Regions from separate parts of the Mus musculus genome. Here region 1 is linked to region 2. A link is a contact called in public HiChIP or PLAC-seq data. All regions are on one chromosome and are shown on one strand. Each heading gives the region's core, a stretch centred on a gene start, on an enhancer-like site or on the middle of the called end of the contact. The rest is flanking DNA. Distances are from core to core; before and after follow the strand shown.

The links. HiChIP or PLAC-seq counts read pairs in DNA pulled down with a chosen protein or histone mark.
Region 1: a contact with region 2 is called in an H3K4me3 HiChIP or PLAC-seq map of bone marrow-derived macrophages, with 5 times the contacts expected there. The contact joins the promoter of Sumo1 here to the enhancer-like site in region 2. A contact is called at or near these places in 6 of 39 promoter capture datasets (the 3T3-L1 cell line, 3T3-L1-derived adipocytes, embryonic stem cells and 2 more), 9 of 115 datasets of contacts at active chromatin or transcription factors (bone marrow-derived macrophages, embryonic stem cells, extraembryonic endoderm stem cells and 2 more) and 3 of 9 other capture datasets (adipose tissue, macrophages and pancreatic islet).

The regions. Positions count from the first base shown.
Region 1 is chr1:59,669,222-59,674,992 of GRCm38.p6, forward strand. It overlaps Sumo1 (small ubiquitin-like modifier 1), which reads right to left and starts at 1,613. Exons shown (of 5, transcript NM_009460.2): 1 at 1,459-1,613. The coding sequence starts at 1,470.
Region 2 is chr1:59,266,236-59,271,646 of GRCm38.p6, forward strand. The region is part of intron 4 of Cdk15 (cyclin-dependent kinase 15); the gene reads left to right. Among named protein-coding and RNA genes, the nearest start is that of Cdk15, 12 kb to the left of the region's middle. Within about 2 kb of position 4,051, at least 62 of the 459 cell types and tissues checked have an H3K27ac peak or open chromatin away from gene starts, as enhancers often do. A contact at or near this core is called in bone marrow-derived macrophages and extraembryonic endoderm stem cells, where this site is marked.

The sequences.
Region 1 (5,771 bases), core at 363-2,862, 400 kb after region 2:
ATTAATTCAGATTATTAATAAGTAAATCCATGCCACAATTAGTCTACAGTGTAGATAGGCTATAAAAATAGAACCACCCTGGCCAGTCTGTGGTGGCACAAGCCTTTTATCCCAGCACTCAGGAGACAGAAACAGGCCGATCTCTATAAATTGGAGGCCAGCCTGGTCTACAGAGTGTTCCTAGAAAGCCAAGGCTACACAGAAAATCCGTGTCTCAAACAACAACAACAAATTTTTTTTTTAAAAAAGTCCAACTACATTGTGAAGTTGAATGAAAAAGTTTACTGAATAATTATCACAAAAGAAGAAAAAGTTAAAAAAAAAATACTCTGAAAATTAAGTCATCTGAGCAAACCAAAGCAAAGTCAGACCAAAACCTTATGTATATAAAAACTAGCCACAAAGGTAGTAACTAAAATAGGATGAAGAAAAATTTAGGTGGCAAGGAGTCACTCCTATTTGAAGGCAAATACCATGCAAATCCTTGATTCCAAAACCGAGACACACTGTTTTACTACTAATTGACAGCTTTCTGCAAATATTCTGCAATTGTACAACACGGATAACTTTTTTTTTCTCTATTTCTTCGAAAATTAGTTCAGAAACTTCTGGAAGAGAGGTTTGGGGGTGCATATAATCTAAATGCGTCATCTGATTATCAAAGAACAAAAAACGTGCTATATTTTTTTTTAAAGTGCCAAGCATCTGCTGGTTAAAGCCCAGACGAAATGGCTTGTTGGTGGTGGCACTCCATACACAGTTTGCTGTTTCTCGGTTATTCTGAGCGCTCTGAGAACTGGAGAGTTGATGGACCAATCCCGAGTAAGAAATGGAAAGTACAGCGAAAGAGCGGACCGTTCCGCACCCCCGGAAGGAAAAAAAAAAAAAAAAGACTGAGGTGTGCAGAGATGGACGGACCCTCCAGGCAAACACAACGGAAAAGCAGCGTCCTCTGGGCTCCCAGTCACCTCAGACACGGCTCCCCGGCCGCCCCCCACTCTCCGGGACCAAGAACCCAAAGTGGAGTCGAGCTGCTTTTCAGGGCCACCTAGCCTCCCAGTCGGGGATTTCCCTCCCGTTACATAACTGGGCCTAGGGCCTGGTTTCTGCCATCCGTCGTCCGAAGGGAAACGGTCGTTTTCCCCTCAGCTTGCTCTCGGGGACAAGGGAGCGGGCCTGGGCCCCCTGCGAGCCCGCGAGAAACCTGGGCGCCGTCGAGAGAGCCCCGGCGCCGGGTGGCGCGGGGGTAGGGGCCTCGGAGAGGGGCGCGGAGGGCGCGTGGAACCCAGAGCCCCGGGGTCCCAGGCGGCCTGGCCCGACTCCGCCAGGCGCCCCGCGTCCCTCGCGGCCCCCTCCCCACGGGCAGCCCCCTTCTCCAGCCGCCCCCTCCCCCGCGCCTCAGTCCAGGGCCCCAGCCCGCGGCCGACGGCCCTGAGCCCTAAGGCCCCGGCCCGGTACCTGGTCAGACATGGTGACGTGGATTCACCCGGGGGTCTCCGCACCACTGCGGCCTCCGGCAGGCAGAACCTCACTCTGAGGTTTACAAATCCGTCCCTTCTCTACAGCACAACACCGCGGCTGCAGGGACTTCCTCTACGTCTTGCGTCACTTCCGCTGCGCGCAGAGGCGAGTTAGCGAAGACGGGAAAAGGAAGCGGGAAAACGCCGTAAGGAAGGCCGGGGGCTAAAATCCTCCAGGTTGTAAACTACTTGCCTGGAGCAAGAGAACTGCTAGGACTTCGGAGGGAGGGAGAATCAGGCCCGCTGCCGCAGCCCTCAGGGAGACCAGCGCTTTGCCTGCAGGCCGAATGTCTGGGGTCAAACTGACTGCTTAGGCTCCTCCCGGTGGGACGACTTGCGCGCTTCTGAGGCCCGGACCAACCCTCACTGAATATAGTGAATTACCCGTATAGTATTTTTATAGGCCCCTCATGCTTGCTGTTGCCACATTCGTGACTCCGGGTGATAGAGGCAGAGGCTACCGGATCTCTGTGAGTTCGTGGCCATCTTCATCTACAAAGTGAGTTCCAGGACAGGACATAGAACCCTGTTGGGGGCGGGGGAGATGAGGGGGCACAAAAAGACGACCCTTCAGGACACATCTTTTGTTCTTGTGTTTTGAGGCAGGGTCTCACTAATAGCCTTGGCTATTATAGAACATTGCAATGTCAACCAGACTGGCCTCCAACTCGTAGAGATCCTCTTGCCTCTGCCTCCCAAGTGCCACCACACCCCCAGCTAGAACAAAGTCTTGGTGGCTACAGACAACTAAAATGCTACTGAAAGTTTTGAAGTTGTAGGCAGGAGCGCCTTCCAACGCATAAACTAGTTGCCTTGTGTCATAGAAAGACCTAAACTGCTTCCTTTGAATACAGTGACCTTGCACAAGCATTCAAGGAGGATTAAGGTTATAATAAGTAAAGGGGGAAAAATGAAAACTTAAATCAAAAACCCTTCACAGAACAAGACATTAGTAAAATAATCTTTTCTGTAAATAGTAATGAGCCAACTATAAATGACCCAGTAGTCAAAGAGCACTGGCTACTCTTCCAGAGGACTCAAGTCTGAGTCCCAGCACCCATGCATGCATTCAAAACTGCCTGTAACTCTAGTCCCAAGAATCAGATACTTTTTTCAGCACCAAGCCAAAGCCTGAATGCGGTTCATAAACACATTCAGACAAAAACACCCATACAAAATTAAAAATTAGTAGGTACAATATAATTACTAATGAAAATACTGAACATTCACATGCGAAAGGAGAAAGAATTTAAATCCCTATTTCACTGCATATACAAAATTAAAATGTTTCAACGGTGTTTATGTAAGACTGTTTTAGGGTTTTTTTTTTAAGATTTATTTATTTATTTTATGTATATGAGTACACTGTAGATGTTGCAGATGGTTGCAAGCCTTCATGTGGTTGTTGGGAATTGAATTTAGGATCTCTGCTTGCTCCAGTCAGCTCCGCTCACTCCAGTCAACCCTGCTCTCTCAGTCCCTGCTCACTCTGACTCAAAGACTTATTTATTATTATTTGTAAGTACACTGTAGCTGTCTTCAAATGCTCCAGAATAGGGTATTAGATCTCATTACAGATGGTTGTGAGCTGCCATGTGGTTGCTGGGATTTGAACTCAGGACCTTCGGAAGAGCAGTCAGTGCTCTTACCCACTGAGCCATCTCACCAGCCCTGTTTTAGGTTTTTTTATTGCTGGAAAGAAACACGATGTGCCTTTGCACATTGAGGAGGAAAGAGATTATTTGGCTTACAGGACAGGAACTCAAGCATGTGGGAACCTGGAGGCAGGAGCTGGTGCAGAGGCCATGGAGGGTGCTGCTTACTGGTTTACTCCTCAGCCAGCTTTCTTTTGGAACCCAGGACTACCAGCCTTGTATGGTATCACTCACAATGGGCTGAGCCTCACCCATTGATCACTAATTGAGAAAAAAAGCTGGATCTCATCAAGATATTTCCTCAATTATGACTCCTTCCTCTCTGATGACTCGAGATTGTGTCGAATTGACACACAAAACCAGCCAGCACAATGTATGTAAGTATGATTAGAATATATATGTAATATTCATATATACACATGTATCACACATAATTATAATATATACATATGATATGTACATATGTAATATATACATACACACACACATATTTAATGTTTTTCAAGACAGGGTTTCTCTATATAATAGCCCTGATTGTCCTGGAACTCACTTTGTAGACTAGGCTGGCCTTGAACTCACAGAGATCCACCTGCCTCTGCTTTTTAAGTGCTGGAATTAAAGGGGTGCAACACTATACCTGGCCAGAAAATAATATATTTCAAAAGAAAGATTATTCTTTGAGTATGATCCACAGAGTCATCTAAGGTGTAATGTCAGGGAAGCAATTGGTTATGGTGCTGAGTACTAAGAGAAAATAGGCTTGATATTAGAGATCTGGGCTCTTTCATTCTGGCCTGTGGCACTGGCAAGATGGCCAAGTGGGATAGTGGCCTTTGTACTGCCAAAGCTCCACAGTCATGGACAGGACCTGAGTGGCTAGCTAAACAATACCAAAAGCCTGTCTGGGCACAGCCCTGAAGGGTGCCCCTTTGGAGGCGCTTCTCATGTGAAGAGGATTCTACTGGACAAAGTAGAAGTTGAAGCCAAAGAGCCTAATTCAGCCATGAGGAAGTATGTCAGGGTCCAGCTGATCAGGAACAGCAAGATGGTCTCAGCTTTTGTGTCCAGTGAGGAAAACAGTTATGTTCTAGTTGCTGGCGTTGGTCAGAGAGGTTCAGAGAGGTTATGCAGTTGGTGATATTCCTGGATTCTGCTTTGAGAGTATTAAAGTAACCAATGTGTCTCTTTTGGCCGTGTACAAAAGCAAGAAGGAAAGACCAAGACTGTAAGTTTTTATAATAGAAACACAGTAGTAACAAGTTTTCATATTCTAAGAAAGAGAAAGAGATTTGGAAGCCACTGGCATATCAGGGTGAATGAAGTTAACATTGACTGAGTGACAGCTCCTCCTTACTGAATTACTGAATTTACTGCTTTGCTGAATGACAGATGTACATTGCTGTAACACGCACCCAAAATAACTGACTTACAGAAAGAAAAGGGTTAGTGTGACTCATAGTTTCAGAGGGTCTAGACCATAGTCAGGTGCAGCCATTGCCTTTGAGTTGAGGTGAGGTAGCATAGCATCATGGATACTTGTGGCGCCATTCATTTGACTAAGAAATGTGAAGAGAAAGAAGGGACTTAGTTCCCACTTTCCTCTGAAAACCACATCCCTGGTAATTTAAAGACCTCTCAATAACCAAACCTCTTAAAGTTTCCACTGCCTTCCAGTATCACCACTAGAGAGACTGAGCCTTTAATACATACATATGGGACTGGAGAGATGGCTCAGCACTGACTGCTCTTCCAGAGGTCCTGAGTTCAATTCCCAGAAACCACATGGTGGCTCACAACCATCTGTGATAGGATCCAATGCCCTCTTCTGGTGTGTCTGAAGGTAGCTAAGTGTACTCATATAAAATGAAGTAAACCTTTTTTTAATTAATTTTTTTACACTCCATATTTTATTCCCCTCCCCCCAAATAAATCTTAAAAAATACATACATATGCCTTTGAGGGACATTTAAGATCCAAACTACAGGTCCAGCCTGGTAGCACCTGCCTTTAAACTTGGCACTCTGGAGGTAGAGGCAGGTAGATCTCTGAGTTTACAGCCCACCTGCTCTACACATACCAAATTCCAGGACAGGCAGAACTACACAATGAGACCCTGTCTCAAAATGGAAAGAGGGGTGGAAAGACAGCAGAAAAATTGCTCAGTAGTTAAGAGCTCTTACTGCTCTTGCAGGGAAGCCAGGTTCAGTTCCCAGCAACCACATCAGGTGGCACAACCATGGGATCTGATGCCTTATGGTCTCTACTGACACCTACATGTCCATGACATAAACTTACTCAGGCTCACAAATATACACTTAAATAAAAGATAACTCTTTTTCAAATCCAAACTGCAACATTCACACATTTAATGACTAGCATCCCCCCATTTTTAGTATTGTATACACACACACACACACACACACACACACACTGTAAAGTAGTATTCTTAGCTTCATTTCATAAGATGAGGAAATGGGGGCAAAATTGAATAACTTCCATGAGTGGTTAAATCCTGCTTTTAACCTAGAGGATTTTTAATTCTTTCTTTTGGTGGTTTACAACATAGAGAGGGCAAAAAAATGGAATTATAAGGGCC
Region 2 (5,411 bases), core at 2,801-5,300:
TTATGAGATAGGGGTTCAATAATTTGCCTAAGCTGGCCTCACATCTAGTCCTCTTGCCTCAGCCTCCTAAGAGCTGGAGGACAGGGGTGCCTCACCAAACCTAGCTTCCTGTTGTTTCTGTGCATCCTGGGCAGCATAGTAAGGTAGTAAGTAGATTGAAGATTGCATCATCTGGCTGCTAGGTACCACTGCAGTGCGGTGATATTGGGTCAATTGTTTATCTAAGATTGAGTTGTTCAGTTGGGTGGGCATACCTTTAGTCCCAGCACTTGGGAGGCAGAGGGAGGCTGATCTCCATGAATTTGAGGCCAGCCTGGTCTACAGACTAGTTCTAGGATAGCCAGAGCTGCACAGAGAAACCCAGTGTCATTTAAAAAAAAAAGTGGCTGATAATAAGGTAAGAGCTGTTAAGAAGATCAAATGAGAGTACATAACAGTCTCTTTTCAGGGTTCAATGAATAGTTACTGCTATTATTTTGTTCTCGATTATTATTTTATTTTATTATTTTTGGGTCATATTTTGCTGACCAGTGAGACGATTTATACCACAGTGTTTAACACTAATATCTTATAGATTTAAAACTAATATAGCAAAATTAAAGAATACAATTTATCAACATTTTACTTGAGGCTTGCTTGCTTGCTTGCCTGCTTGTATGAGATAGTGTCTCCAGAGAGCCCAGACTGGCCCCAACTCATTGTGTAAACCAGGATGTTCTTTTGTTTTGTTTTGTTTTGCTTTAGATATTTTCTTCATTTACATTTCGAACTCTACCCTGAAAGTTCCCTATACCCTCCCCCGCCCCCCGCCCTGCTCCCCAACCCACCCACTCCTGCTTCCTGGCTCTGGCATTCTCCTGTACTGGGGCATATACTCTTCACAAGACCAAGGGCCTCTCCTCCCATTGATGGCCGACTAGGCCACCCTCTGCTACATATGCAAGTAGAGACACAGCTCTGGGGAATACTGGTTAGTTCATATTGTTGTTCCTCCTATAAGGTTGCAGACCCCTTTAGCTCCTTGGGTACTTTCTCTAGCTCCTTCATTAGGGGCCCTGTGTTCCATCCAATAGATGATTGTGAACATCCACTCTGTATTTGCCAGGCACAGGCATAGCCTCACAAGAGATAGCTATATCAGGGTCCTGCCAGTAAAATCTTTCTGGCATATGCAATAGTGTCTGGGTTTGATGCTTGTATATGGAATGGATCCCTAGGTGGGGCAGTCTCTGGATGGTCCTTCCTTCTGTCTCAGCTCTGAACTTTGTCTCTGTAACTCTTTCCATGGGTATTTTGCTCTCCACTCTAAGAAGAAATGAAGTATCCACACTTTGGTCTTCCTTCTTGAGTTTCATGTGTTTTGCAAATTATATCTTGGGTATTCTAAGTTTCTGGGCTAATATTCGCTTATCAATGAGTACATATCATGTGTTCTTTTGTGATTGGGTTACCTCACTCAGGATGATATCCTCCAGATCCATCCATTTGCCTAAGAATTTCATAAATTCATTGTTTTTAATTGCTGAGTAGTACTCCACTGTGTAAATGTACCACATTTTCTGTATCCATTCCTCCGTTGAGGAACATCTGGGTTCTTTCCAGCTTCTGGCTATTATAAATAAGGCTGCTATGAACATAATGGAGCATATGTCCTTATTACAAGTTGGAACATATTCTGGGTATATGCCCAGGAGAGGTATTGCTGGATCTTCTGGTAGTACTATGTCCAATTTTCTGAGGAACCACCAGACTGATTTCCAGGGTGGTTGTACCAGCTTGCAATCCCACCAACAATGGAGAGTGTTCCTCTTTCTCCACATCCTCTCCAGCATCTGCTCTCACCTAAATTTTTGATCTTAGCCATTCTGACTGGTGTGAGGTAGAATCTCAGGGTTGTTTTGATTTGCATTTCCCTGATGATTAAGGTTGTTGAACATTTTTTTCAGGTGCTTCTCAGCCATTTGGTATTCCTCAGTTGAGAATTCTTTGTTTAGCTCTGTACCCCATTTTTAAATAGGGTTATTTGATTTTCTGGAGTCCATCTTGAGTTCTTTATATATATAGAATATTAGTCCCCTATCTGATTTAGGATTGGTAAAGATCCTTTCCCAATTTGTTGGTGGCCTTTTTGTCTTAATTGACAGTGTCTTTTTTCTTACAGAAGCTTTGTAATTTTATGAGGTCCCATTTGTCAATTCTTGATCTTATAGCACAAGCCATTGCTCTTCTATTCAGAAAATTTTCCCCTGTGCCCATATCTTTGAGGCTTTTTACCACTTTCTCCTCTATAAGTTTCAGTGTCTCTTGTTTTTTGTGGAGTTCCTTGATCCACCTAGACTTGAGCTTTGTACAAGGAGATAAGAATGGATCAATTCGCATTCTTCTACATGATAACCGCTAGTTGTGCCAGCACCATTTGTTGAAAATGCTGTCTTTTTTCCACTAGATGGTTTTAGCTCCCTTGTCAAAGATCAAGTGACCAGAGGTGTGTGGGTTCATTTCTGGGTCTTCAATTCTATTCCATTGAGCTACCTGTCTGTCGCTGTACCAGTACCACACAGTTTTTATCACAATTGCTCTGTAGTACAGCTTGAGGTCAGGCATGGTGATTCCACCAGAGGTTCTAAACCAGGATGTTCTTGAACTCTTGCTCTCCCTGCCGATCCCTCCCAAGGGCTATGATTATAGCTGCAGCACCACACTCAGTTATACACTCCCTGCTGGGAGTCAGATCCAAGGCCTCGAGCTTGCAAGGACTTTTGTTACTTTTCTGGTGTGGTGATTAAAATACCCCGACAAAAGTTGACTTAAGGAAGAAAAAGAGTTTATCTGGTCCACAGTTCCAAAAAGATAAGAGTCCATCGCAGCAGGGGGTTGGGATAGGCAGAGCAGCAAACAGCAGCTTTGGCAGCAGGAGCAGGAAGCTAAAAGATGGCACCTTCAACCACGTGCACAAACAGGAAGTGAGCGATGCTTTGCGCTCTTAAAACCGAGCCTGCAGCGAGAGAGTTCCTCCAGCAAAACTGCTCTGCCCCCAAATAATTACACCCACTGGAAACCAAATATTCAAATGCCAATGCCTATGGGGTATACTTCTCTTTCAAACCACAACACTAGGCAAGCACTCTTAGCAACTGAACTAAATCCCCACCCCACGAGAGCCGTTTGAATGATGGGATTATTCGTCTCTGGAAAAAAAAAAAAAAAAAAAACCTCAAAGATATGACTCTTCCTCAGCCTTCCTTTCTTAGCTATTTATCTTCCCTTCTTTCCTGAGTATACACTATATGCGAAAGGATAGTGCTGAATGTTTGAGAAATGCGCAGAGAACGCCCCATTCTTTATTCGGTGTTTTCAGCCTTAACAGAGCAGACAATCCAGATATTAAGTGTATAGAGGCTGTTGCAAACAGAATGAGTCAGACTTGCTGTGGCTAATGGAGGCAGGTTTTAGAGTGAACTTAGAAGACTGGGTTATCCAAGCAGGCTTTACAAAACAATTCTGAAAATGAGTTTATAATTCAATTTGATGCCATTTTCAAAAGTCTTGGAAGCCCCTGGGAAACATTTTACATTTAAGTCGAAAGGCCAAAGGCTATCAGTGTAAGTGGGGGCTCGTCCTGGTGGGATCAGGTGCAATCTAGGGGAACACATGGTTTTAAGCATTTAAACAAGATGGAAGCTGCACTCACTAGTGTACTTATTAGTGGTCCAAATGAGACAGAGTATTTCTGAACACACACACACACACACACACACACACACGTGTTCGAGTCACCAGACTAGAAGAGGCTCTCTGGGCGCGGGCTCCCCTAGTTCTCTGGGCATCAGCTTTTGTGAGCCTGAGTTCACTGACGGCTCGCACTGGGCTTTGCTGCTATTTTCCACAGAGCTACGTTCTCCAACTCCGCATCTGGCAGTCACAGTGAAACGTGTTTTGCAGCAGGTTTTGCTAACAGATGTTCTCTGCCGACTCAAAGCCCCCGGGTGTGTGTTGTTCTATATGCACGGCCATTCTCGCATTTCGTGTCCGCTGAGCGCTGCCTCTCACACAGATGTTCACAATTACAGTTAGCATTCTTGTATGGACTTCCTCGGTTTGTTTTATGGGACTGGCCCTTATTGAAAGCTTTGCTTGTATGATATGAAAAAAACCACAAAAGGATTTTGACACATCGGAGGTGGTTCGACTTCCAGTTTCCAACAATGACTGCTTCTTTTTCCTCCTGGGTAAAAAGCTTGCAGCCTTGAAAGCAAGGCCTCACTTAAGAACTTTGGCACGGGCTCATTTTTCCCTGGTTAAGATCTGGATGCCCAGGAGACCAGAGAGTCAGAGGTTAAATGGGAAGGGCTGGGAAGCAAGATAAGAACAGCTGGAGTTCATTAGTTAAAATCCAGGGTCATTAGCTAAAAAGGCAACCAAAAGCCATGCTCAGGGAAACTCAGAGTAAGACAGCCTTGAAGCAGGAATTCTTTCCCTGAGAAATCTGCTTGCTCTGAGGGTGTGGCAGCCCAGAGTTTAGAGAGTGGGATTCTGCTATGTGGACAGTCTCTCCAGGTAGAATGCATGTTTGTTTTCACATGATCTTCATCTATCATATCATGAAATTAACAAAAGTCTGAGCAACAACACTACGGGAAACTCTTACGGAGCGAGCATTCATGCACCCTTGAACACCTCTAGAGGAATAATATCGTATGGCCAAACTTTCAAACAATTATCTGATTCAAGCCAACACTCAGAACTTTGTGTGCATTCACACTGCAATGTGTGCTGGGTGTCTGAGATGGCCAGGCACTTTAAATATGACTACTAGATATGCAACAGCACACAGATCCCTGTTTCTCCCTGATACTGAGGGTCAAAGCCAAGGCCAAACACAGGCTATTTGCTGGCCCTCTTTTTCATTTTTTATTTTGAGACAGGGTCCCACTGAGTTGTCCAGGCTGGCCTTGAACTCACTTGTAGCCCAGGCTGTCTTTGATCTCGCCACCTTCCTGCCTTGGTCTCCTGAGGTAGGTGGAATTACAGGCCCAGGCTATTAGTATCCTGTCCTTTTGCTAATTAAAAGATGTAAGAGCTGGATATGATGATACAAACTTGTCATCTCAGCACTCAGGAGGCAGAGGCAGGAGGATCACTCCAAGTTCAAGGCCAGCATAGTCTGCATAGCCACTTCTAGGCAAACCAGGGCTACATGGTGAGTCCCTGCATCAAACAAGGCAAAATGGAAAAAAAAAGATAAAAAGATCAGAGATTTTTGTAACAATTTAAGAGAGTCCTTTATTATTGACTTAGAATCACATTTCAAATGTTTATTTTTATAATTGGGAGAAAATATTTTGAGTAAATTGATTTTTTTATGGATTTTATATGAATGTACCTTAGTTTCATTGAATTCTATATTGACA